Linked DNA regions of Mus musculus: regions 1, 3 and 4 are each linked to region 2. The links are chromatin contacts, called in public HiChIP or PLAC-seq and promoter capture Hi-C maps. All regions are on one chromosome and are shown on one strand. Each heading gives the region's core, a stretch centred on a gene start, on an enhancer-like site or on the middle of the called end of the contact. The rest is flanking DNA. Distances are from core to core; before and after follow the strand shown.

What was found. HiChIP or PLAC-seq counts read pairs in DNA pulled down with a chosen protein or histone mark. Capture Hi-C pulls out chosen DNA fragments and counts their contacts.
Region 1: a contact with region 2 is called in a promoter capture Hi-C map of adipose tissue. The contact joins two enhancer-like sites. A contact is called at or near these places in 1 of 484 Hi-C or Micro-C datasets (pancreatic cancer cells) and 1 of 9 other capture datasets (adipose tissue).
Region 3: a contact with region 2 is called in a CTCF HiChIP or PLAC-seq map of the NIH/3T3 cell line, with 11 read pairs. The contact joins two enhancer-like sites. A contact is called at or near these places in 1 of 15 datasets of contacts at CTCF or cohesin (the NIH/3T3 cell line), 1 of 115 datasets of contacts at active chromatin or transcription factors (pancreatic cancer cells) and 3 of 9 other capture datasets (adipose tissue, liver and pancreatic islet).
Region 4: a contact with region 2 is called in an H3K4me3 HiChIP or PLAC-seq map of bone marrow-derived macrophages, with 4 times the contacts expected there. The contact joins two enhancer-like sites. A contact is called at or near these places in 1 of 15 datasets of contacts at CTCF or cohesin (the NIH/3T3 cell line), 1 of 484 Hi-C or Micro-C datasets (nephron progenitors), 1 of 115 datasets of contacts at active chromatin or transcription factors (bone marrow-derived macrophages) and 3 of 9 other capture datasets (adipose tissue, liver and pancreatic islet).

What each region holds. Positions count from the first base shown.
Region 1 is chr5:5,207,226-5,212,932 of GRCm38.p6, forward strand. All of the region lies in intron 4 of Cdk14 (cyclin-dependent kinase 14), which reads right to left. Among named protein-coding and RNA genes, the nearest start is that of Gm30151, 160 kb to the right of the region's middle. Within about 2 kb of position 4,021, at least 17 of the 459 cell types and tissues checked have an H3K27ac peak or open chromatin away from gene starts, as enhancers often do. A contact at or near this core is called in adipose tissue, where this site is marked.
Region 2 is chr5:5,418,646-5,424,491 of GRCm38.p6, forward strand. No RefSeq gene overlaps it. Among named protein-coding and RNA genes, the nearest start is that of Cdk14, 41 kb to the left of the region's middle. Within about 2 kb of position 1,681, at least 179 of the 459 cell types and tissues checked have an H3K27ac peak or open chromatin away from gene starts, as enhancers often do. A contact at or near this core is called in the NIH/3T3 cell line, adipose tissue, bone marrow-derived macrophages and 1 more, where this site is marked.
Region 3 is chr5:5,179,183-5,184,949 of GRCm38.p6, forward strand. All of the region lies in intron 5 of Cdk14 (cyclin-dependent kinase 14), which reads right to left. Among named protein-coding and RNA genes, the nearest start is that of Gm30151, 190 kb to the right of the region's middle. Within about 2 kb of position 1,464, at least 80 of the 459 cell types and tissues checked have an H3K27ac peak or open chromatin away from gene starts, as enhancers often do. A contact at or near this core is called in the NIH/3T3 cell line, adipose tissue and pancreatic cancer cells, where this site is marked.
Region 4 is chr5:5,241,980-5,248,093 of GRCm38.p6, forward strand. All of the region lies in intron 3 of Cdk14 (cyclin-dependent kinase 14), which reads right to left. Among named protein-coding and RNA genes, the nearest start is that of Gm30151, 130 kb to the right of the region's middle. Within about 2 kb of position 1,807, at least 7 of the 459 cell types and tissues checked have an H3K27ac peak or open chromatin away from gene starts, as enhancers often do. A contact at or near this core is called in bone marrow-derived macrophages, where this site is marked.

The sequences.
Region 1 (5,707 bases), core at 2,771-5,270, 210 kb before region 2:
AACTAATCGAGTTTGGTTTCTTTTGCTGTGATAAACACTAGGACAAAGCCCCTTGGGGGAGAAAGGGTTTATCAGGCTTACAGGTCAGAGTCCATCACGGACACGAAGTAGATCACAAGGACTAAAGAAAAAGTCTGATTTCATTAGAAAGAAACAGTTCCTTACTAGGATGCTTTACAGATTCATAAGGTGTGATATGAAACTTAACAGGAGATGCTCATAAAGGCCCAACATGCACGGACCCATGTGCACAGAAAGGTAGGGATGAAGAGAAGCAGCATCCAAGAACCACCACAGAATCTAAAAGAGCAGGGCCAGTGGAGAGTTGTTTTGCCCTCTTGCTGTTTTCAAGCACACTTGTCTGGAGGAACACATCACAGACAGCTTTGACAGAGCCACATTTCACACTTCTGAAGAAATTGCATTCTCTCTTTCTGAGGTCAAGCTGCCACTTCAAATTCCTTGTTGCCTTCAGCAGGTCCCCCCAGCCCTGCCCCGCGCCGCACACAAACACCCCCATCAAAAACTGTTTTCAATGAGCAAAACTGGAAAGGCTACGTTTCTTGATGATGCTCTCTTTCCGCAGTCCTGGATTACTTCTTTCTCTCTGGTTAATTCTTATCTGTCATACCTCAGTACTATCTAAAACTGAAAGGGCAAGCAATTTGTTCATTCTTTTCTGCTTTGAAAAGTGTAACTATAGCATCCCAGTTAGGGTGTGCCCTCCCCTCAACTGAGACTAAAGAAGAGCAGAGAAGACGTGATGCTCAACCTTACAACACTTCAAGCCCCCTGGTCCAGTTCTCATTTTCCTGGCAGAGCTGTAAGTATTCCCTGGTCATGGCCCAGGCCCACATATTGAGCATGGCAAGAGCGAAGTCACGTTCCCGCTCTCAGGATAAAAGCCTCTCTACAGAAGGCAGATGGGACATACTGAAAAGCACACCACTGATTCTCTGCAAAGTTCTGGGGAGTCTCTGAATACTCATTGCCAACTGGTGCTCACCGCAGAGATCTTGCTTTTCCTGTTCAAAATGAGCTATGCAAAATCAAGAGAGGTTGAGAACAGCAGGATAAACAATTATGTGGCCCTGGTGAGTCACTAAGACTGGTATTCAAAGTTAGTATTCTCTACCCATTCAAATGAACACACACACACACACAAGTCTGCAGTTTATGCTCCAACAAACAGAAAACCGGTATTTGCTTTTTAGAGGTTACCTGCAAAGACACATAGAGAACTAACAAAAGAAATTTCACATTAACCTTGTGAAAGGCTTTGAGATTAGCGTAAGCCAGGAGCACACGGTGGGAAGGGTCTTTATTTTCTCTAATAAAATGGCATTTCTTTCATAATTGTGGAAAATATTAAATATCTTCAAAATGAAATTTAAAATACTAACAAGTTCAGTCAGTTATGTGCTATGATTTAAATCTTTTATGGCTAATCACAACAGTACTATACAGCTGAAAGTCCCTCAAAATGCTTGGTTTGATCAGCAAGTAGGGTGTCAACCTACAGCTGAAGAAATCACCTGGACCTGCTGAAGCCAAAGATGGATATTAACTCACACATTGCTGAAAGGAGATTAGAGGGAGATCAATTATAAAAACACCTAAATCTGGTGAAAAAAAAGAAAAGAAGAAAGAAGAGAGGGGAGGGAAAGAAAGAGGAGGGAAGGGGAGGGGAGGAGAGAGGGAAGGGGAGGGGAGAAGAGAGGGAAGGGGAGGGGAGAAGAGAGGGAAGGGGAGGGGAGAAGAGAGGGAAGGGGAGGAGGAGGAGGAGGAGGAGAGAAGGAAAAGAGAAGAAGAGAGGAGGAGAGAAATGCTTGTCTTAAAATATAGCAGTAGGGCCAGAGTACAGGTTAGCCTGATTTGGGCTGAACTGGTTTCACACACAGCCAAGACGTTACAAAGAAAGAGCTTCAGTAGATGAGCTCAGGACAGAACACTTGCCATTACAAGGTGCCAGATTCCATCCATCTCTAGCACTGAAAACAAGACAAAACTAAACTAGGAGTGGGGTATCTTTAACTCTGAAACAACACTGTCCCTGAATATTTTTGTTTTCCTGCGTACTCTGTGCCGTAGGTCCTAAGGGGGGTGGGGGGCTTTATTTACATTGTATCCCGTCTGTATTACACCTCTGCATGAGAGACACATACCGTTTGCTCACTTTCTGGAGAAAATGGTGTACACAGTGGCATAAGATCTGAGCTTCAGATCCAGAACAGTCCTCCTGTGAACTATGGGGGAGTGATGCTCCACAGAACTGACCAGGAGGTCTGAGACTTCTCGTCCTTACTTCACACTGCTCCTTCCCACCATCTCTTCTCAAGGTACTCACGGCCAAATCATATGAGTGTGTGTGTGCACGTGCATGTGGTGTATGTGTGCATGCTCATGTATGAAGGATACACATGTCATAGTATACATATGAAGATCAGAGGACAAGCAGGCATTGGTCCTTGCCTTCCACACAGTTTAAGAGGACTTTGCTTAGACACAGAACATGCTGGGGTGACTGTCCCACAGGCTCCCTGGATTCTCCCACCCGTCGTCTATCCTCCTGGGATTACTGATGTGGAGAGTATCCCGCCCAGCTTTATATAGGTTCTGGGGATCTGAACGCAGGTCCTCACATGCGCACAATTTGCACTCCACCCACAGAACTGTCTCTACGGCCTTGGGATTCACTTAGTTACTATAAAAATAGTTCTTTTATTCTGCGTAGTTCTAATAAAGTTTGTAAAACTGAAAAATACATGTTTTGGGACGGCATTAACGAGTTGCATCCTAAGTATAACCTGATACATGTTTTGTGACAGTATCCACTAAATACTGACACAATTTGAGTAAGAACTCCATTATTCCACAGTATCTCTTTAACATGTGTGTATGCTGTCCAGTTTTTTATGCATCAGTTCTTTTCCAAAGAATGACATTCTACATAACTTTAATAATGCATTTTATGTGAGTTATGAATAACTGATATACTTTTTATCAGATATGACTATGTAAGAAACCAAACAATACCAAGTTACACATGATCATTGCTGCCTTTCAGGAAAATGGCCTGGTGTGTCTTTTCTTCATAAATTAAACGACTCCTGAATTTTCATTTTTTTAAAGATTTATTTATTTATTTTATGTATATGAATACATTGTAGCTGCCTTCACATGCACCAGAAGAGAGCATAGTAGGATCCCATTACAGATGGTTGTAAGCCACCATGTGGTTGCAGAGAATTCAACTCAGGACCTCTGGAAGAGCTGCCAATGCCCTTAACTGTTGATCCATCTCTCCAGCCCTGAATGTCTATTTATTAAAAGACATGAAAAGCCATGAAGGAACGGGACACAACGTATGGTCCTGGCCACATGGGGACAAAGACAGCAAGGCTGCTTGCCTCTGAGATGACACAGCTAGACAGTGTGCTATATACGGTGACATTAAACAGAAGTGAACTTATTTTCATGACAAATGCACTAGCAGGTTACACTCCATGAACTCATACAGATGACTTTAGACCTGTGCAAACTGAAGCTTAAGTATCCAACTGTCTAGCTGAAAAGATAATTTCCCGTGTCCTGACTTTAAAACACTGTCCTGGAGCCATCATTCAGAGCCTTGTGCTGTGGTTTTTTCCTTTGGGAGGTGACTTGATCATAAAGGCTCTGACTTCATCAATGAATTATATATTAATGGATCTATCACAGAAAAAGGCTGTCTATTGAAAAAGGAGTCTCCTTGGAGGTATGATGTCAGTGTGTGTGTGTGTGTGTGTGTGTGTGTGTGTGTGTGTGTGTGTGTGATGTATGGTTTGTGGCCAGTCCCTTCTTTACTTTCTTTGCTTCCTAACTAACATCAACTGAGCATGCTTTCTCCAACAGACACTTTACCTTATACTCCTCCCCACCACGGGGCTAAAGGCTCAAGGCAAGACCAAGAGAACAAGGCAGGAACTTCGGAGACCACAAAGCAAAAGAAACAATCCTCTCCCGGTTGATCCCTGCCTGCTATTTCCTAACAGTGTCAAAGAAGCCAACACAGGATCTCATCATCACACTCCTTCCGATCAAAGCACTCCTAAACATTTTTCCTCTATCACTACAAAGTGACATTTATTGACTGAGAGACTATTAATAGCACTGTGACAGGTGCTACAGAATAAGTTAATACAGATGAAGTAAAGGAGACACCAAGAAAAGCATTAACAGAAATAAGTGTTAAATATCCTGACACATGTAAAAAAAAAAAAAGATTATGATGATAGGTGCCAGGCTTTTGCAATAAGGGAGAGAGACTTTGGGCTCAATTCCAAGTAGGGAAAGTGGGGACTATGGCTGGCAGCAGGGCAGTGGAGCAGGAGGACAGAGTGACAGCAATGGCAGGCGGCAACAATTCTTGCTAAACTGGCCCGACTGGACTCATGCTAAGGGGCCTGGGTGACTTCTTATCTCGGTGCAGGAGTGGTGGTGTGCACTGTCCTGATGAGATTCTTGCTAGAACTGGCCTATGTAGGTATTTGAAAGATGGAGCACAATATCAAAGCTTAAACAAAAGAAGGCTTAAAGAAGCCTGACATAGAGATAAACTTCAGATATTTAGAAAGTTTCAGGGCATGTCTAATTTGAATTAGCCTCTGAGACAGAAGAGTGTGTAAACATCTTGAAAGGAGAGATAAGACATTTAAATAGGGGGTGAAGGTCCAATTACCAACAAGGGTTCAAAAGTGGGAAAAGCACACAAAACCTAAACAGAATACTCGGGATGTGTGTGTGTGTGTGTGTGTGTGTGTGCTGATGATGGAATTTTGAATGAAAATTTGGACAACCACTGAGAAAACATCCATCTGAGAAAGCCAAATATGTATTCTGACTCCTGAGCAATAAAAGATAATTAACCAAGTTCATAAAACCTAGCAAATACACTATGTGCTGAGCCCAGGTTAAACAAATTTTAAAAATATTATCTTTATAAATATAAAGTAAGCATGCTATAATATTTCATAAATGTCCAGTATGGCAATACAATAGCTATATATAAAATATCTGATAGTAAATTTTGATTATTATAACACAGAAGTGTGAACATGCAATTTGTTAAATTCACCCACGCTTTGTCTGCTGAGCAAGCCCAGATCCAAGCAGGGTATTCACCTCACTTCCCTGCAGAGCTGCTCCTCTGTGCTTTCAGGGTTACAGCAAGAAGGAAACCAACCAGTCTTACACAAAACTTCTCCATAAAGTTTCAGCCATGCAATCTGACTGCTACTACGAGATATAATTTCTTTTCAAGTGAGACAACATAACTAAACCCCTTCGAGAAAATGCATGGATCATAAAGGCTCTAGCTTCGTTGTATGGTTTCTTTCTTGCAAGCTGATATTAATAAGCAAATGAAGCCATCTCTCTGAAATTAGAACTAAAATAGCAAACAGCGTCAGAAGACAGGTTATATCATGCTGCTGTTTCATTGTTGTTCACAGGGTGTTTAATTAAGAAGTCACCAAAAAAAAAAAAAAAAAAAAAAAAAATCAACTTTCCCAAATGCCTGTCCTCTGTGTGTGTCAACCCTCACAGTCAGCAACAGAGAGCATTCTGGGATGCTTCCATTTATGCTCAAAGACAACATTAAGGAGAAACGACTCTAGCTACATGGTCTCAATATACTCAAGAATAAGTAGATATTCGCTCACTTAAC
Region 2 (5,846 bases), core at 431-2,930:
ATAGGAGGAACAACAATATGAACTAACCAGTACCCCCAGAGCTCACGTCTCTAGCTGCATATGTAGTAGGAGACAGCCTAGTCGGCCATCATTGGGAGGAGAGGCCCTTGGTCTTGTGAAGATTCTATGCCCCAGTACAGGGGAATGCCAGGGCCAGGAAGCGGGAGTGGGTGGGTTGGGGAGCAGGGTGAGGGGAGGGTATAGGGTACTTTCCGGATAGCATTTGAAATGTAAATGAAGAAAATATCTAATTTTTAAAAAGAGAGAGAGAGAGAAGAACAGCCTGGCGCAGGCTGTGTGATCTGTCCTCCATGTCCCCTATGTGAGATGAAGAACAGCCTGTCCCAGCAGGGAGGCTCCGCAGACTCCAGCTCCCGGTGGTTGTGAGTCCTTTGCTGTGGGTGCTAAGGATGAATTCAGGTTCTTTCCAAGAGCAGCCTGGCCTTAAAGGTCTCAAGCCCCTGCAGGCATAGTCTTGGTGCCCCTTTCCCTTTAATGGCTACCGCTGTGTTTTCCTTTAAAAATCGTCACCACCAAAGCTTCCTATGATTGCTTTAAGAAAGAGGACAGTTTCAACTTTTTTCTCCAGATCTCTGATCCTTCTCAAATCACTGCTGTCCACAGTGTGAGGTCTGGGCAGGCGTCTATTGTTTTTTTTTTTCTTCATCTAAATGGTGAATTGTTTCCACTCTATCTGATGAAAAGATCTTGTTCTAGTTTCATTTCAGTAAATTATGCCAAGGAACAGGAAACATTTGAAACATTACACAGGGAAACTGGAGGAAAATGAGTGCTTGACTCATGATTGAGTCATTCTTGGTAGTAAGACAACAAATGACCAGCAAGACTTCTTCAAATCCAGTCATCACACATAGGAATTGCTGACAGGATGATCTACTTTCTGAATGAACAAAGCTATTTGATATGGAAAGGGTGTTCTGCCTACTGTATAATTTGCTTTAGCTTGCAGCAGAATTCTGTTCAACTAAAAACAACTTTAAAGTCAAGTAAGGTGCATTTGAAGAGACATGGAATGCTTGCAAACCTTTTGGTTATGCAATGATCAAGCCCAAATTACTTGTTAGGGTTAGGATTAGGGTAGTTCTCATTTGTAGCTACACAGCTGAAATATCAACAGGCATTATCATGCAGCCATCAGACTTGTTTCCCACTTGTTATTATAGCAATTATTTTCCAATAAGGATAAACAGTGAGGCCCATTTCTCTGAATTATTCATTGAAAGCCAGTATGTGCTTGGTAGGTGATTGGGTGATATGGTAGAAAAGTCACGCTTAACGGAAACTCAAACTGGAATTTATACGCAATTTAGAGTTTTTAAAAGCAGAACTAAGGCACAGCTCTAACAGGAAGGGCCAGAGTCAGGCTTTAAAAGCTTCTTCCTCTTTCCGTTTTTCTGTGTACCTCTAGCTCTTCAGTCCCTTCCTCCACAGCAGTCTTCAGGTTCCCCTTGCCGCTTCCCTTTCGGTATTGAACCTGGTGCTGTGGCACTGCACTCGAGTCTTGCTGTAACCTGAGGTGGAACATCAGGGCAGAAGTGTATAGAGGAGGAGAGCTGCTCACACTCAGTAGCAAAGGCACAAGCAGAAAGAGCCGCGGAAGGACCGAGGGCGCCATGCCTCCACACCCCACCCAGTGACTTACTTCCTCTGCTGAGCTCACCTCCTAAGGTTTTAGTCACTTCTGACTCACCACACTGACCACAGACCACGCCTTCAACACTTGACCTTTAGGGGGATATTTTTAGATCTCAGCAATAAAAGCCTGACTCTATTAAGTGTCCCCTAATATCTATGCCTCCTTTGGCCCAAAATAAACCGTATTTTCTGCTAAACTCAGGAATATGTAGCTCGTTTGTCAGCCATCTTATAGCCAGCAATGGGCCTATGACTCCCCTTTGACCAAAGCAATGTGACCAGAAATAGTAAGTAGAACTTACTGATGATAATGTGATCCAGAAAAGCAGACCAGGGCCCAGAAAGGAAGTCTAATGCAGGCTTGGTCTGTAACTGAGATTTTCAGGTGACAGCTTTTTCTGAAGCTCTGTCACAGGGGCGTAAGTGGCGTTGGCTCTCCCTCTCCCTCCCTCTCTCTCTCTTTCTCTCTCTCTCTCTCTCTCTCTCTCTCTCTCTCTCTCTCTCTCTCTGTGTGTGTGTGTGAGAGAGAGTCCTATAGCATCTGAGGAATAACACTGGACGTTAGTCCTCTGGCTTCCATATCTACCTTTCTTTCCCTTGAGACAGGGCCTCTCACTGACTTGGATCTTGCCAGACAGGCTAGGCTGGCTGACCAGTGAGCCCCAGGGATTGACCTGTCTCTGCCTTCCCAGTAGTAGGATCACAAACACCACCACATCTGATTCTCTCTCTCTCTCTCTCTTTTTCTCTCTCAGAGATAGATATAGAAATAGATAGATAGATAGATAGATAGATAGATAGATAGATAGATAGATAGATAGATATAAGATAGATATTTTTATAAACATATAGATATAAATATGTATTTAGATAGATTTATGTGTATAATATGCACATATATACATGTGTATCTGATATATTTACATTCCTTTAACAAGTGCTTTACTGAATGAGCTATATCCACAGCTACCTGAAAATTCTTATGTTGAATTCCTAATCTTCAATACCTAGGAATATAACTGTTTTGGAAATAAGATCTTTAAGGTTAAAATGAGATTATCAGGATATGCTCTAACCCAGTAGGACCAGCGCCTTCCTAAGAGGACATTTAGACCCTGGCAGGAACAGAGTGGCTAGGTGAAGTCCCAAGGAGAGGACAAACACCGGCTACCCAACAAGAGAAGTCTTGGTAGAAACTTATATCACTAGCACCAAAATTCTGTGAGAAAAAAAAATCTGGGATACTTAGCCTTATAGAGGCAACTTCTGCATGAGGGCCAACTAAAACTTGCCTGAGAGCCTAGAGATTGGTGATGAAATGGCAGCCAATCAGGAACTGCCACTTGGAGGCCATGCTTGTTTGGGACCAATGGGACACAAGTGGAGGGTATAAAGATTGCTCCCTGAGAATTAATAAATGTACTTGCTGCCCTGGTCTTACTTGCTCCCAGAATCTGAGCCATTGATTTCGAACTTTCTCATCCACTGCCCCCAAGGATGACTCTGGGTTGGATGGAGGACTCAGGCAGCATACATGGTGTCTGACTACTATTACTGTAGTCCCAGTGGACCCAATACCCTCTTCTAACACCCATGCTAGATATACATATATGTATGCATACATGTGTGGAGCCAACACATAAAATTAAAATGAGCTATGGTAGATTAAATGATAATGGCCCTCGTAAACTCACATTTGGATACTTGTTCCCCAGTTGGTGGAACTGCTTTAGAAGGACTGGGAGGTGTGACCTTGTTGGAAGAGGTGTGTCACTGACTTTGAGGCTTCAAAAGCCCATGTCATCCCCACTTAGTTCTCTCTGCCTACCACTTGCAGATCAAGGTGTGTGCTCTTGGCTACTGTTCCAGTGCCACGCCTGCTGCCACACTCCCCAGCATGACGGTCATGAATTCTAACCCCCTGAAACCATGAGCCCAAAATTAAACACTTTCTTTTAGAAGTTACCTTGGTCATGATGTCTTATCACAGCAACGGAAAAGTAACTAAGAAAGAAGTCTAAAGCATTTTTGAAAAAGAAAAACATTTCTTTTTCTCAAGGAAAATATTTGCACTAGGACTCATTTTCACACGAGTCCATTGAAGTGAAAGTCGAATGTTACACGTGCTGATGGTGTCCATCAATGTGGGTTTGGATGATGTGTCACAAACCTAATTTTCCTAAGAAACACAGGAGAGAGGACTGAAAACTCTTACGAACATTACAAACTGCATCAATCATGTTACTCACTCCAAAGGACTCCTTTAAATAGGACTCTCATTTTCAAGTAGCATAGGAGAAGAGTCTTGTTCAAATGACAGTGACGACAGACTCTGGGCATGCTCAGACCCAAAATAAGTCAAGGTTTGCTTTTAAGCTTAATGAGCTAAAGTCCATGATTACACATTAGAAGAAAACTTTTTAACATACATGTTTCAGTTAATTTCCACTGAAGATAGCAGAAATCAGATGGAGCCTGACAAAAGGAGACACACGTCAACACATGTCATAATAATGTGTTGAGAAGCTACATGGGATCTGTCTCAGAATCGACAGGGAGAAGTACGAGAGTCTGGCAGCACGAATCAGCAAGTTGTGCGGTGCCTTCGTTGCCCCTTGTGCCTGTGTGCAGGCTTCTAAGTGGCATCTTGGTCAGCCATCTCTTTCCTTTGCTCAACTATATTCCTGCCCCACCTATCTTCCCTCTCAGTGTCTTGTCACAGCCAAAGGGGACCTGGAGGAGTGGGGACCAGCTGTGTTACAAACACAGAGCAGATGCCTTAGAACCAGAAAATGGCAGTTGTTCAGCTAAAATGGTTGCTATATTTACTTTTTAAAATCCACATATGTTGGACAACTTTGTGTCCTCAAAAAACAAAAAAACAAAAAACAAAACAAACAAACAAAAAAAATGGTTGCTATGAAAAGCCACACCTTTAATTAGGTCATAATTTTGTCACAAAAATGCTGATCTAGCAAATGTTGTGTAACATCCTATATGACCTCAGAAAGGACATTTCTGCATGTGAGGTCCAGACTAGGGAGCCAGGATTTTGCACTGAAACTTTGTTAGTTGTCAGATTGCTGATTTTTGGAGCAAGAAACTCTGAACATATGTATAGCTCTTAGAGTTTAAGGGGCGCCCTGTCGATAACCTGTCGATACGCAGAGGCATCAACTTTCAAGATAAAATATTTCCTCCTCATACATTTGAAATGCTATTGCTGAATAAAAATATGACCATGAAGTTTTGTTCCCAAGCTGGTGGAATTCACTATGTTTATAAAGTCGTTTCCTGGGGATTATCATTGTGATATATCTCAGCTGGTTCAGTTGTTGGTTGTTATCAATTTAGCAACATATCTACAGTGGACTGCTGTCTGGGTGTAGCTGTGACACCAGCTGGTACCTGAGGCTGACGAGAAGAGTTCCTTCTGAGCGGGAAGCACGGGGAGAGAGACAGAGAACCATTTGCAGATACTGGTTAAATCAGGGGCAGTCCCACCATGTTAGGGATCAGTGCACTGAGACTTGAGTCATGGTCTCAGTCAGCCCATTGGATATGCTTCTTGAAGCTGCAAATGACAGTAACCTTTCCCGAAACTGACTGGTGCAAAGCGTAGCTCTTGGAACTGCCAAGTTGCAAGCTAGGGCTGATAATAAACGTGGCTTATGTAGAGACCCACATGATTTAGTCACATCTGGTTTCTATCCCCTTCTGGAATGTTGGGTTTATTTTGACACAGGTCCTACATTCATGATGGTACGATTCTTGCTAAATGTTAGTTTTATTGCTGTGAAAAAATGCCAAACCAAAGCAACCTAAAGCAGGGCTTGGCTTTCAGTTTGAGAGGCAAGGAATGCAGGACACCGGGAGAATACAGCTGATGTCACAGTCGCTTCTGCAGTGAGGAAGCAGACGGCTCTGAATGTCTCTATTCATCTTGCTCCCTGCCTTTCATGCAGTTAGGGGCCTCAGCTCATGGAATGGTACTGCACACATTCAGGATACAGCATCTCACCTCCATGACTCAAGTTCACCTTGACTATGCAGGGAGTTCCAGCCAGTCTGTGCTATGTGAGACCCAGTCTTTGTTGTTGTTCTTTTGTCTTATTTTTTTCTTTTATTGGATATTTTCTTTATTTACATTTCAAATGTCACCCTCTCTCCAGATCCCCCCTCTGGAAACC
Region 3 (5,767 bases), core at 214-2,713, 240 kb before region 2:
ACTACGATAAAAATTAGAACTGTATGGACTGTTATTACATATTATCACTAAGGCAGGAATTAAGAACTATCTAAAAGTATGGTGCCCAAGTTACACCTAAACCAGGAGTGGACTTTAACTTGGAAAAGACTGAAGCACACACGAGAAAAATGAGAAAAAATTATAATATAGCAGTTGTCCTGTCTTGTCTTTCCATGTTAGGTACAGATTAGCTCTCAAATTTCTTTTGCACAAATTATTCCACTATGAGGACAATAAGTTCTGCCATATTAATTGCTTTATGAAATAGTACAATTCTTAATATTAGCTAGTTCATTTTCTCAATATTTAATTGGTGATGAGTGAACTCCTACCAGGCAAGCCTTGTTTGTTTTCTAACATTCCTGAACCTGTAGAGAGGGCTGCATGTATTAAACTGGCGCTGATGTTGGTATGTTGGTCTGCAGCTCCTGGCCAAGACAGCAACAGAGCAATTGGAGCAGTCAAATTCAACTCTACTTGGGATCTTTTATATTTATATAAACTATTCAAGTCACAGAAACATTCTGATCAAGAAAGTAACAATAAATTTTATGTATTCCTTTGACATAAAAATTTAGGATGATTTTGGAAAAATTAGCATTATTGAAGTTTCAGTATTTAATATGATATCCTTCATTCTTTAAGCATATCCTTAATCTAAAAGTGTTTTGAACAAAAATTTAAACCTACAAAGAGCAAATAGCAATTTTATATACATAAACAAGCACAATTTGTCATCCAATCTTTTATTTGCTGCTATAATACTGTGTGTACTTCTGTATTTGAAGGAAGATATAATGAGGAAAACATGGGCATGCCGTTTTAATGACTTGATAAACTTTTATACTGCTTTGGGACTTCATGAAGCACATAGGTGAATCTGTAAGTACTGTGAAATATTGTAGATGTTCTGTGTAGAGTTGTGGGTAGAAGCTTTATGTGTCATTGGAGGGCAGTATGTGGCTTTTTATACTTCATAGATGAAATACAGTGCAAAAGCTAACTTAAGGTGACAGTCTGAGACTGTTCAAGCCCTTGGACTTATCCTACAAAGAGTGTTTATTCTTTTTTAGGTTACAAGAAAGTAATTGCATTGATTTGTTTTGTGAATGTGGCTCAAAGGGTGGCCAGCAAGCTTCCCTTAAGGCTGATACTTCCCCTACTGCTGGAGCCTGCCCACATGGCCCTAAGCTACACACACACACACACACACACACACACACACACACACACACACACACACACACACAAAGGCTCACAGATAACAGGACAATTGCCAAGCTTTTGCTGAGTATTTCCTTTAATTCTTTTTCTTGGGTCCTGTTCAAAATGTTAGGGTTTTGGTTTTTTTTTTTTTTTTTTTTTTTAAGTACTACTATCAACTCAATGCTCTTGGGTATACCCAGAGAACTGACTGAGCTGGCAAGTATCCAAAAAATATAAATATCCCATACTCAAGTTTCCTTTTATTTGTCCTTCTGAACTTTTCCCACAATATACTATATAGTGCATTTCTCTCACATGTGCTATTAATTAAGATTTTTTAAAAAACAAATCAAGATAGGAATTATTCAATGGTTTTAAGAAGAGATCCATTGCATTCTAAAATGTCACAAGAATATGAGCAATGCAGAGAAATCTGAATGGTTTACTTTTCTGGTTACTCCACAGGAAGATGGGATCCAATTCTGAGGTGAGGCCAGCATTCTAAGGAGCTGAGTCACCACCAGGCCTCTGTCTCCTCCACATTGACGACTCATAGGACTTTGCCTCAGGTCTGAGCTCTACTGATCTTGATCATTCTAACACTCCTCCCTACAACTCAGTTGATCTTCTGTAAATGATAGGACCAGATTACATGATCCCTTGCGCTCTTCCCAGACCTTACAAACTAGGATTAAACCCTTCAGGGGCAAGATGTCTACCCCTTCAGGTTTAGTATAGCATAGCATGAGCTTAATACCTTTGACCATACAACTCTCACAATGGCCTATCAACTTATGCTCTCCTTACTTGCTGATGCTCCCAAAATGGATGCATTCAATACCTAGTTCTATCTTCCTCTTCCTTAATGCTTCCATATAGGTCCCAAACACAATGGTAATTTAAGAAAATGAAAAGTAACCATAGAAACAAATGTTGATCAGGACAAGACTCCAGTTCACAGCAGAAGAGACTTGTGGTGAACACAGGATAGGCAGTGTTTGCAATTAGAAAATTTCTGAGCAGCCTCCATACCCACTCAGAAGGTAGAACTCCCTCTCAGCAGGCAAACTGGTGGGGTTGGGTGGCAGGGAGAGTATTTCTACTTCAGCTAGCTACTTAGCAACAACTCTCCTCTGTTCATTTCTCAGACCACAACGTATGACTATAACCATGGTTCCTTCCACTCTTAATTCTGAAACAATCGTGGCCCAATTAGTTGCTGCTTAAAATCTATTAACTCACTACCTAGTCTCTGCATTAGCTCCATTTTCATAACAGTAGGGGAACGCAGGTATCTAAGGAGTCTGTTCTTGTTCCATACCACAGCCTCTAAGGTACCAATAGGTCATAGATGAGCATATCTGTCCAGAAAGCTTAATGTAGTTAAGCACGGGAATATAAGTGTACAAGCATGTAATACTTGCAAAGAACAAAAAAGAAAGAAGAGGAAAGGGAATATCACTATTAAAGGCTACAGGATGTCAGAGAAGAGGCAGTGTTTAATGCGGTCTTTAAAAGGTGACTCGAGTAGAGTTGATGGTCTGGGGTAGGGACAGGCTAGAAAAAGCAGGTACATTCATTCCTTTGCCAGTACATTCCTCCACCAGCTGCTTCTCCCCTAGCCAGCCATAAAAATTCAACCTGTCATTTGCCACATACAATCAGCTTCTTAGTTGTACAAGTTATATAATGATTTTTTTCTCATATTGAGTTACTTTCTTGTATTGAACAAACAGTATGTTATGATTATAGCTCTTTGTCAAAAACTGACAGCCCCTGGAGATGGAAACTTGTGATCTCAGCATCTAAGGAGACAGATGTCCCAAAAGATCCTGACTTGCCAATGGTTTCCACCTTACTCTACAACAGGCTTTGTGCCTATAATCTTATAATCCAGTTTGCAACATATGAGTTTTCTCATTATTTAACTTGGTCATCTTTTATAAGTTTGAAAAATTAATCCTTTATCAAACACATTACTTGGCAATATTTTCTTCTGATTTGTGACTTGTCTCTTAGTTTTCATAGATCTGTGTTCAGGGACCACAACTTCAATTGATAAACTGTCATCTTCCATAAATTTGGCTAATCTCTAATCTGAAATCACAAGGCTTCCCAGCAGGTCTGTGTCCAGAGATTCTAAACTTTTTATATTGAATACACAAACTTAGTATTGAAATTGGTATTGGTTGCAAGGTGAGTATTGATCTGTTTTGCATTCAAACATCTAATTGTCAAGAGTAACAATTTTTGTAAAAACTACTTCTTGTCCACTTAAGATCAACTGTCTAATTTGTTAGCATTAAGTGGCTCATAATAGCCCTATAAAGACCAATGATTCCTCTAAAGTCAATAGTTATGTTTGCTCATTGGTGGTATAGTAACTCATACCTTGTTCATCTTGGTCAGTCAGGTAAAAATGTATTAATATTCGCACAGCAAAAACAAACAAAAAAAAAACATCAGCTTTCTGTTTAACTGTCTTCTCTACTGCATTTCCGTTCTCTATTTCACTGATTCCACTGTGGTTATTATTCTCCCTCTGTTTTGGGGAAATAAATAAATAAATGTGATGCTCTTTTCCAATACGCTTAGAGAAAAAGCTTAGATTTTAAGTTGAGATCATATTTCTTTTCTAAAATGTATGTTCCAGGCTCAGCTTTTCTCCCAAACACTGACTTATCTACATCCCATGAATTTTGATGATGTTTTTATTTTCATTGATATCAAAATATCAACATTCATTTTTATTTTATCTATATATTATCCAGAAATGTGTTGTTTAATTTTCAATTTTTGAATTTCACTTTTGTTCTTCATGTTCAATGTAATTGCTTAGGAGACAGAAGTGACACCTTGATGAACGCAGTCCTCTGACACAGACTTCTGTTAAGGTTTAGCCTGTGACGTATCCTCGAGAATATTCAGTTTGCTCAAAAAATGCATGAATGCACATTTTACTTGGAACTATGTGTCCAGTTGGTCACCATATCATTTCTACCTTCTACATCTTGGTTGGCTTCTTCCAATTGATATTCCAATATTTGGGGATAAATGCATGAGTAAAATTGTTGAAATGTCTATTTCTTTTATGGTCCCCCTGTATATTACAACTATTGTGTAAAGTTTATGCATTTCTAATGGGGAGATCATGCTCATGGCAGACCTTTCATCACTGTAAAATGTCCCTCTCTGCAGGAAAACTACAAAAGTATCTATCGGTATTTATTATACTTTTTATCTTGTCAGGTTTCCTATGATTAATGTTTACATATCCTACTCAACATTTACCCCGATGAGTAGCTAGAACTAAAGCTCATCTCTTCTACAAAGCATGGAGTTAACTCTTCTCTTTCTACCCAGTCTGGAACACTTTTCTCTGGTGTCCTGAATGCAGAGAGTTGAGATGCTAGAGTTCTATCCCTATCCACTGCATCTCTTCGGGGATGCTCAAATGTTTCCGTGTTCCTACTCACTGCCTTCATCTTCTTCTCCATACATTGAAATAAAAGCATACTTTGTTGATTTTTAATCATATTATTTTCTTTGTGATTATTCTGAGGAATAATCATACATAGGTTGAGTATAGTTTGCTCCAGGTTAATATTGTCTTAATATTTATTAAATGTAGCTTTTTCTCTCCCACATAAATATTATCAATATGTCATATATCTAACAATGTTACAATCACTACGTGAAATAGTCTAGTATCTTACAGATTGTATAAAATATTATAGAACTGTTTATATTTATTCACATATTGCCATTTCCAACATTCTAATTTTTTATACTAAAAAAGTGGATTCGTTGCCAAGTGCACCCAGCCTGGCATGTGCACCCAGCCTGGCATGCTTCGCTTAGTATTTCACTCAGGTTCTGCTGATTTGGACATAGCTCTGGCCTCGTTTCCAAAGGATTGTTTTGTTAGATGCAGAATTTTAATTGACAGGTTTTCATTTCCTTCTCTTTTGTTTTTTGAGTATGTCAGTACTTTCCCTTCCTGCAACTGCCACTGTAGATGAAAGGTCAGCTCGTGAGTACAGTTTTCTCTGCTATAATGAGTTGCTTGTCTCTTCCTACCGTCAAGATTTCCCTTTGTCTTTTTCTTTATGCAATTTTACTTTTAAAAAAATCTACCAGTGGGTCTCTTTGTGCTTCTTTTAATTGTAGTCTTTTGACATGTTTGCAGTCATAGGATTTTATGGTGATTTAAAAAAATCATGCCTTGCCCAATTCTTTCTCCTCTTTCCATCACACACAATGTATCTGTTTTTCAAAAGAAGCATAAAAAAAATCACATTATTTGGTATCTTCATTGACTACTTACTAAACATAAAAAAATATCTCTTAAATATGGACCTTGAAGATCCATAAAACACCAAATTCCATCAGTGAGCATGACATTAGCCATGAACTTCTGTTCATGGTGTGTCTACCTTTGACACTGCTGGGTAGCATACAGGGTATGCAGTACAACAATGTCACATCTCAAATACTCAGAAGTAGTAAATATGTGGCAGCAATTTTAAAAGTAATATGT
Region 4 (6,114 bases), core at 557-3,056, 180 kb before region 2:
TCCCCATCTTATTCACAAGAAAGAAAATCAAGCAAACAGAGATACTAATGACACGAAGGTTTATATTTCTAACTAAATGGATTTGGATATATTAACCATTGTGGCTAAAGTACATTCTATTAACACCACAATGGCATAAAGTTAATACTTTGTTGCATTTTGCAGTAAAACAATCAGCTATTCCCCCTGTGGAACTGACACATAGACACTGTGGAAATGTATAATTTGCAGACCAGTCATACAGGCTTCCTAAGACGAATCCTGTGAGGCATGTGATTCCTGTCTAACAACAGTTCTGGTCTATGAAAGAATGGTTCTCTGGAACAGGGTATGTATGAAACAGTCTGAGCTTTGAGGATTAGAGTCTCACATGTGAGTCTCCTATTTTAAGCATGGAAAAGTAGTAGTCTGGTGTGCAATTACCATGTATATAAATAAGGAATCCAAATGCCAAGTGTTTAAAGAGGCCAAGAGTAAAACCCCTCCTATCAAATGAACAAGACCAAGAATTTACTCTATAAGGAGGGGGCCCTATTTTTAAATTAAAAGATCAAGCATTTCATTTTCCTTTCTTCATATAACTTTATTATCTGTCCTGTTTAAGTAAGATACCAGATCAAGCCAAGATGCAGTCGCCTGAGCACCAGCTTTGGCTCTGTGACCTCAGGTGCACAAATGGGTGGAAGCAGCCTTCTGGGACAACTGTTTTCTTCTTATCGCTTCTCTACTTAGAGTGCACGCTTGAAAGCACCATGGTGACTTGGAAATACAGACAGCTAATGTGCAATTGCTAACAGACACTCCATGGAGACATTGAATTTAATGAGATAATGTTAATACATTTTCCAAAAACAGAATAGATGTGCAAAGGACTGTCAATTGCCTGGCTCACTGGAGGGGAACATTGGTCTGGGTAATGGAAAGTGTAGGTGCTGTACCGAGCCGGCCACGCTGCCACTCATGAGGCAGGACCTTAGCGGCTCCACTTCATTTCTCAATAGAGGTAACAAATACCAAACATACTACAGGTTTGCTCATCAGCCTTTGGCCTTTATTATCTAAATTTAATCCTGATAGACACACTGGGACATTGATTCTGTTATATATCCCATGTGGACATGAAGAATGTAAGGCTGGAGAAATAGCAAAACTTATCAAGCATTCTGTAGCTACTGGCAGAACTAAAATTAATGTAATTGATCAGGAATGAAAAGCTCTTTCCTTTATTACTACCGTCCTGATAAAAATAGTTCCATGGACTGATTTTTCACCCAAATGGGGGAAATGTTAATTGTGTTTCGCTCTACATTAGGGTGAACTCTCATTCTTAGAAGTAGGGGTGGTTGTTTCAACTGAATCATTATAATGTGCATAAGTAGCCCTTAGTGTGCATGTGCATTGCAATGATCCATCCACAGTCCCATAGATGGAAGATTAGTTCTCCTTCTCAGTAAGGATGAGAAGCTGTTTGCCTGAGGCTGTGGAGAACCCCTGTGTCATCAGCATTCCATACCCCTTGACAACATAGCTAAGATTCACAAAACAGAAGAGTTGTGACTTCAGTCCATGGCCACCTGACTCCTTGGTCACCTTTTAGGCTTGTGATGGCTCAGTTCCAAATGAAAGGAGCACATATCAGAAGACAGCTTTACCTCACAGCAGATGGAATTGGGGCAGAAGAAAAGAAAGGGAAAGAGAGAAAGGAAGGGAAGGGAAAGGGATAAGAAGAGCAAAGAAAGCAGAAGATGAGAGAAACAGGAAGCAGGTTGGGCAAGTCCAAACAATATCCCTTGAAGGTCACATGACCTAGTTTTCCTTGTCTAGGTCTTACCTCATGATGCATGGGTAATGACCAAGTCTTCAGTGCACAGCCTTGGTTAGGCAGCCATGTAAGATCAGAAACCACCACCAACTGCAAGAAAACCACCACTAACCTCTAACTCAGATACCACCACTAACTGCAAGGAAACCACAACTAAGAACTGTTGCAGTGCTGTGTGCTGCATGGGTATTAGAGTCAGGGAGGGAAGGAAGGGGTCAATCAGAATTCTGTGATCCCATAACAAATACTTAGATCCACACTAGCTGCCAGGCATGTTGGTTTTTCCTCAAACCCCTGAACAGACACTTATCTTTCAGTAGTTTTGCTACACTGCTAAGGCAGTTCACAACTCATTAATAGACAACATAATGACAAAGCTGACCTGAATGCCGAACAAAGGTATGGATCCAAATACCAGACACGGAAGCAAGAGGACAAGGAGATTTGGTTCTGTGTGGAGATTTTTCACTCCCAACAGAAAAGAAGCAATGCCAAGAGAACATTACCCCAGAATGACTCTGTGAGGACTCACCCATACCTTCCTCCTCTCTCTCCAGAGTTGGCACAACTTCTCAGGGTAGGAAGATTTTTATAGTATGGAAAGATGTGTATCTGCAGGAGTTTGTAGAATGTATGGAGAAACTCCACCTAAATATTCAAGTTTTGAAAATAAGCTCTGTTCAGCCTCAGCAGATGTCAGCCCTAATTAATAAAATACCTTCTAACCTGAGCCACCAAGACAGTCTACCTATGGGATTCCCAACAGCTACAGCTCATAAGGGAGTACTGATAGGCTGGGCAGAAAGTAAGAGCAAAGGCTAGTGAATGCTCATGGTATCCGTCACAGCATTAAATTCTACTGCTACTGAAGTAAGCAGGCAAAATGTTGGAAACAGACTATCAAATACCTTTTTAAAACATGTTGATTGTTATGATTTTATATTCTTTATAGTATGCCTGAATTTTAACATGCCATGGTCTACAGTGGGGAAACTATCAGTATAGACTAGTATGGTAGCTACTGATACCAAGGTAATTTTGATTCCTGAACTTCAGCCACTGTTCCTAACATATAACAAACCGTAGCTGGAAAACACATTCCCACATGCACACAGGTACACACACACACACACACACACACACACACACACACACATACACGCATGCATGCATGTTTGAATGCACATGCATGATGCACACACCTACACACACAGGAACACACATGCACATGAAATGATGGTGTGATTAAGGTTTGCAATAGCTTTTAGTTTCTGGGGTTTTTTTGAGTTGTGTTTTGATTTTGTGCAGTACTAGAGACTGAACAAAGGGTTTTATCCATGATGGACACACTTTCTGCCCCTGAGTTATATCCTCATTCCAAGATGTAGCAATTAAAAACAGTTTCTACTGTTTTTAATGCTACATATAAGAAACAATCGTTTCCTCATTATAACAAGAGGTGTATCACCACGCTTCAAGTTCTACTCCTAGGGACAAATTGTTTTGAAATGACGATGAGACACAGGTACAACCGAATGCTGCTGTATCAGGGCAAAGGGTACTCTCGGGTTTAGCAACCACTGCTATATCATAAAATGCTTCCAAAAGAAACAGGAAGCAGTGCCAATGGTTTTCATAGGGCATGGTTTCCTGTGGTTGTCACAGGTATAAAATAATCTTACTAACATCGCTGTGCAGGGTGAAATGCGGTTACTGATCTTGCCACCAGAGATGGACAAATGAAAAGAACATGCAATTGTGAGTAATAAATGTTAGACACTTAACCATTGTACACTCTACTTTCTGTATTATGAGTATTCTGTATTACATGTAATACATCATCATATGCTACATATTAATGTAAGCTTAAAATGTTAGGTAAATTTATCCATAGATACAAATGTAACAGAGGAAAAACTGGCTCTTTGTGTATTCCTTATTATCCAATAAACCACCAGCTATACCTCATGCCATTTCTTCATGTCACTGACTCCTGAAGCTCCTCACTCCCTTGGACCTATTGAATCTACACCACGCAGAATTTACTCCAATAGTTTCTATGTAGGGTAGGAAAGTGTGCCGAAGTGTCACTTCAGAGAAGTCCTGAAAGAAAGACTAGAGACTACTAAACACCTGAGCCTTCCCTGTACTCTCCTGTACTCAAGGAGGAGTATGCTGATCTGAGATACTGCCCACTGGCTTGGTTTTACTCTACCTGTTTCTCTAATTATACGATGGGTTTCAAAACCTAGGACACTAGCATCTGCCCAAATGTTATCATATTTGACCTTTTAAGGTATATTCAAGTAACTTGCAATAACAAAATCTTCATAAGGAGAGAGAAATACCAAGTACACCGGACAGGTGGGCCCAGCCTTTCTTGATAAGCTTTCCCTTACTGATACTTATAAGTGAATATTCAAAGCACAGTTTATGCTTACATTACGAGGCATGCATTGATTTCTAAAACTACATGGCTCCCAGTAGCGATAAAGTGCTTGCAGCAATCAGGCCTTGTTTCCTAAGTATCATTCCCCTGGGGGGTGGGGGTGGGGGTGGGGGTGGAGTGCTGAAATGACAGATGGGTATTTAGAAATATGTCTGATTCTAGAACAAAGACAAAGAAAATATAATTATAAATCAAAATTATTGTTGAGAACCAGAAATTGTGAGAATTTTTAAAATAAGGGGATGAGGATGTGTATGTGTGTGTGTGTGTGTGAGAGAGAGAGAGAGAGAGAGAGAGAGAGAGAGAGACAGAGACAGAGACAGAGAGAGACAGAAAGAGAGAGAACGATCTTAAAAAATCTTGTTGTACCCACCCCTCACCCCTCACCCCCTGCAGCAGTTGAGAGTGTTGTCCCTGGGGTCATGAGAGGGTGAGATGGCCCTGTCCTTAGCCAGCTGCAGCACTCAGCAGAGCAGGCACTGAACATCTCCTGGGTAGCAAGGCAGTGCTGGCCCTGGTCTAGGAACCACAGATGAGCCAGGCCTGAGGATGAGAGTGAGGGAAAGCTGGCACCTCCCCTCATCCACCCTGAGGTAGTGTGGGTACCATTTCCCTCTGGTAGTAAGGAGAGCTGGCCTAGAGGGCTTGAAAGCTGACCCTGCCTCCTACTGATGAGTGGCCTAGCCAGAGCCATGCTGAAGAGTTCACATTGGTGGTGCAGATAAGGGAGAGCTGGTGTGTTAACCAGCTCTGCTATCACCTAGGCCCAGATCAGACCTCTAAGTTGTCCTACACTAACTCATCCATCGGTGAATGGTTGGGCCATGTGAAAGGACCAGTCCTGCTTCTCAATGCTGCAGGATCTCCATGACACAGGGCAACAACAGGATGACTGGGAAGTGTCCTGATGATATCTTGAACCAGACCAATGATTCAATTGCAACAGACATTTGCAAGTAAAGATATGTAGACAGAGTGGTATACTGTGGGACACACTGTGACATACTACAGCTTCCACAGTGAGATGTTTTCTGTGCTATGCTTTGTTGGTGGTGGTTGTTCTTCTGTTTGTGTGGATTTTGGGGGTGGTTTGAAAGGGCGAGAGGCAGATATGAGAGGGACTGGAGATGGGTAGGACTGGGGTGCATGATGTAAAACTCACAAAACAATAAAAAGTTAGAAATAATGAGCATTTCTAAAAGCTTGTTGCATTTACAGGAACAATTAGAGCCAAAAACAAAGGAGAATTAGGCCCGCTCATTGTAACTAGGAATCCCAAATAACATGCAGGGGGAGATTGTCACTTGCTGTGGACTCAGACAGTACCTTTTAGTGTAAGACTACAATATCTGGTATGATAATTTCTACAAACCAATCATAGATCAACATACAGGTTAACAGGATACTACATAGTAACTACATACAATTCTCAACGTGGTAGGATCTTGATTGCTCTCAACAATTCTCAATTTCTTCTACATAATACTAAAAGGAAGCTTCTCTGAGAAGTTAACCACAGAGCTGTGACCCAAGCAAATCCTCCCTTGTAGTTATACAAAAAGATTGCAGGAAAGGACTGCGGGCACCACCCAAGTTTCAGAAGTGTCCTAGTCATATTTGTTTACTTGACCAGTATCAACACTGGCGCTGTTCAGAGCTTAGTGGACCTGAAGTACAGGTACTACTGAAGCAGCTCAGGGGCTATGCGGTTTCTGCTTTCGTGAAAACTTTGAACTCAAAGGACATGTGTTCTTAGCAAGATAACAGAAACCAAGTTCCCTTAACGTTCCCCTCTCAGTTTTAAAATCCTTGGGCATCCATGTCAAAAGATTATTAAGTTCTG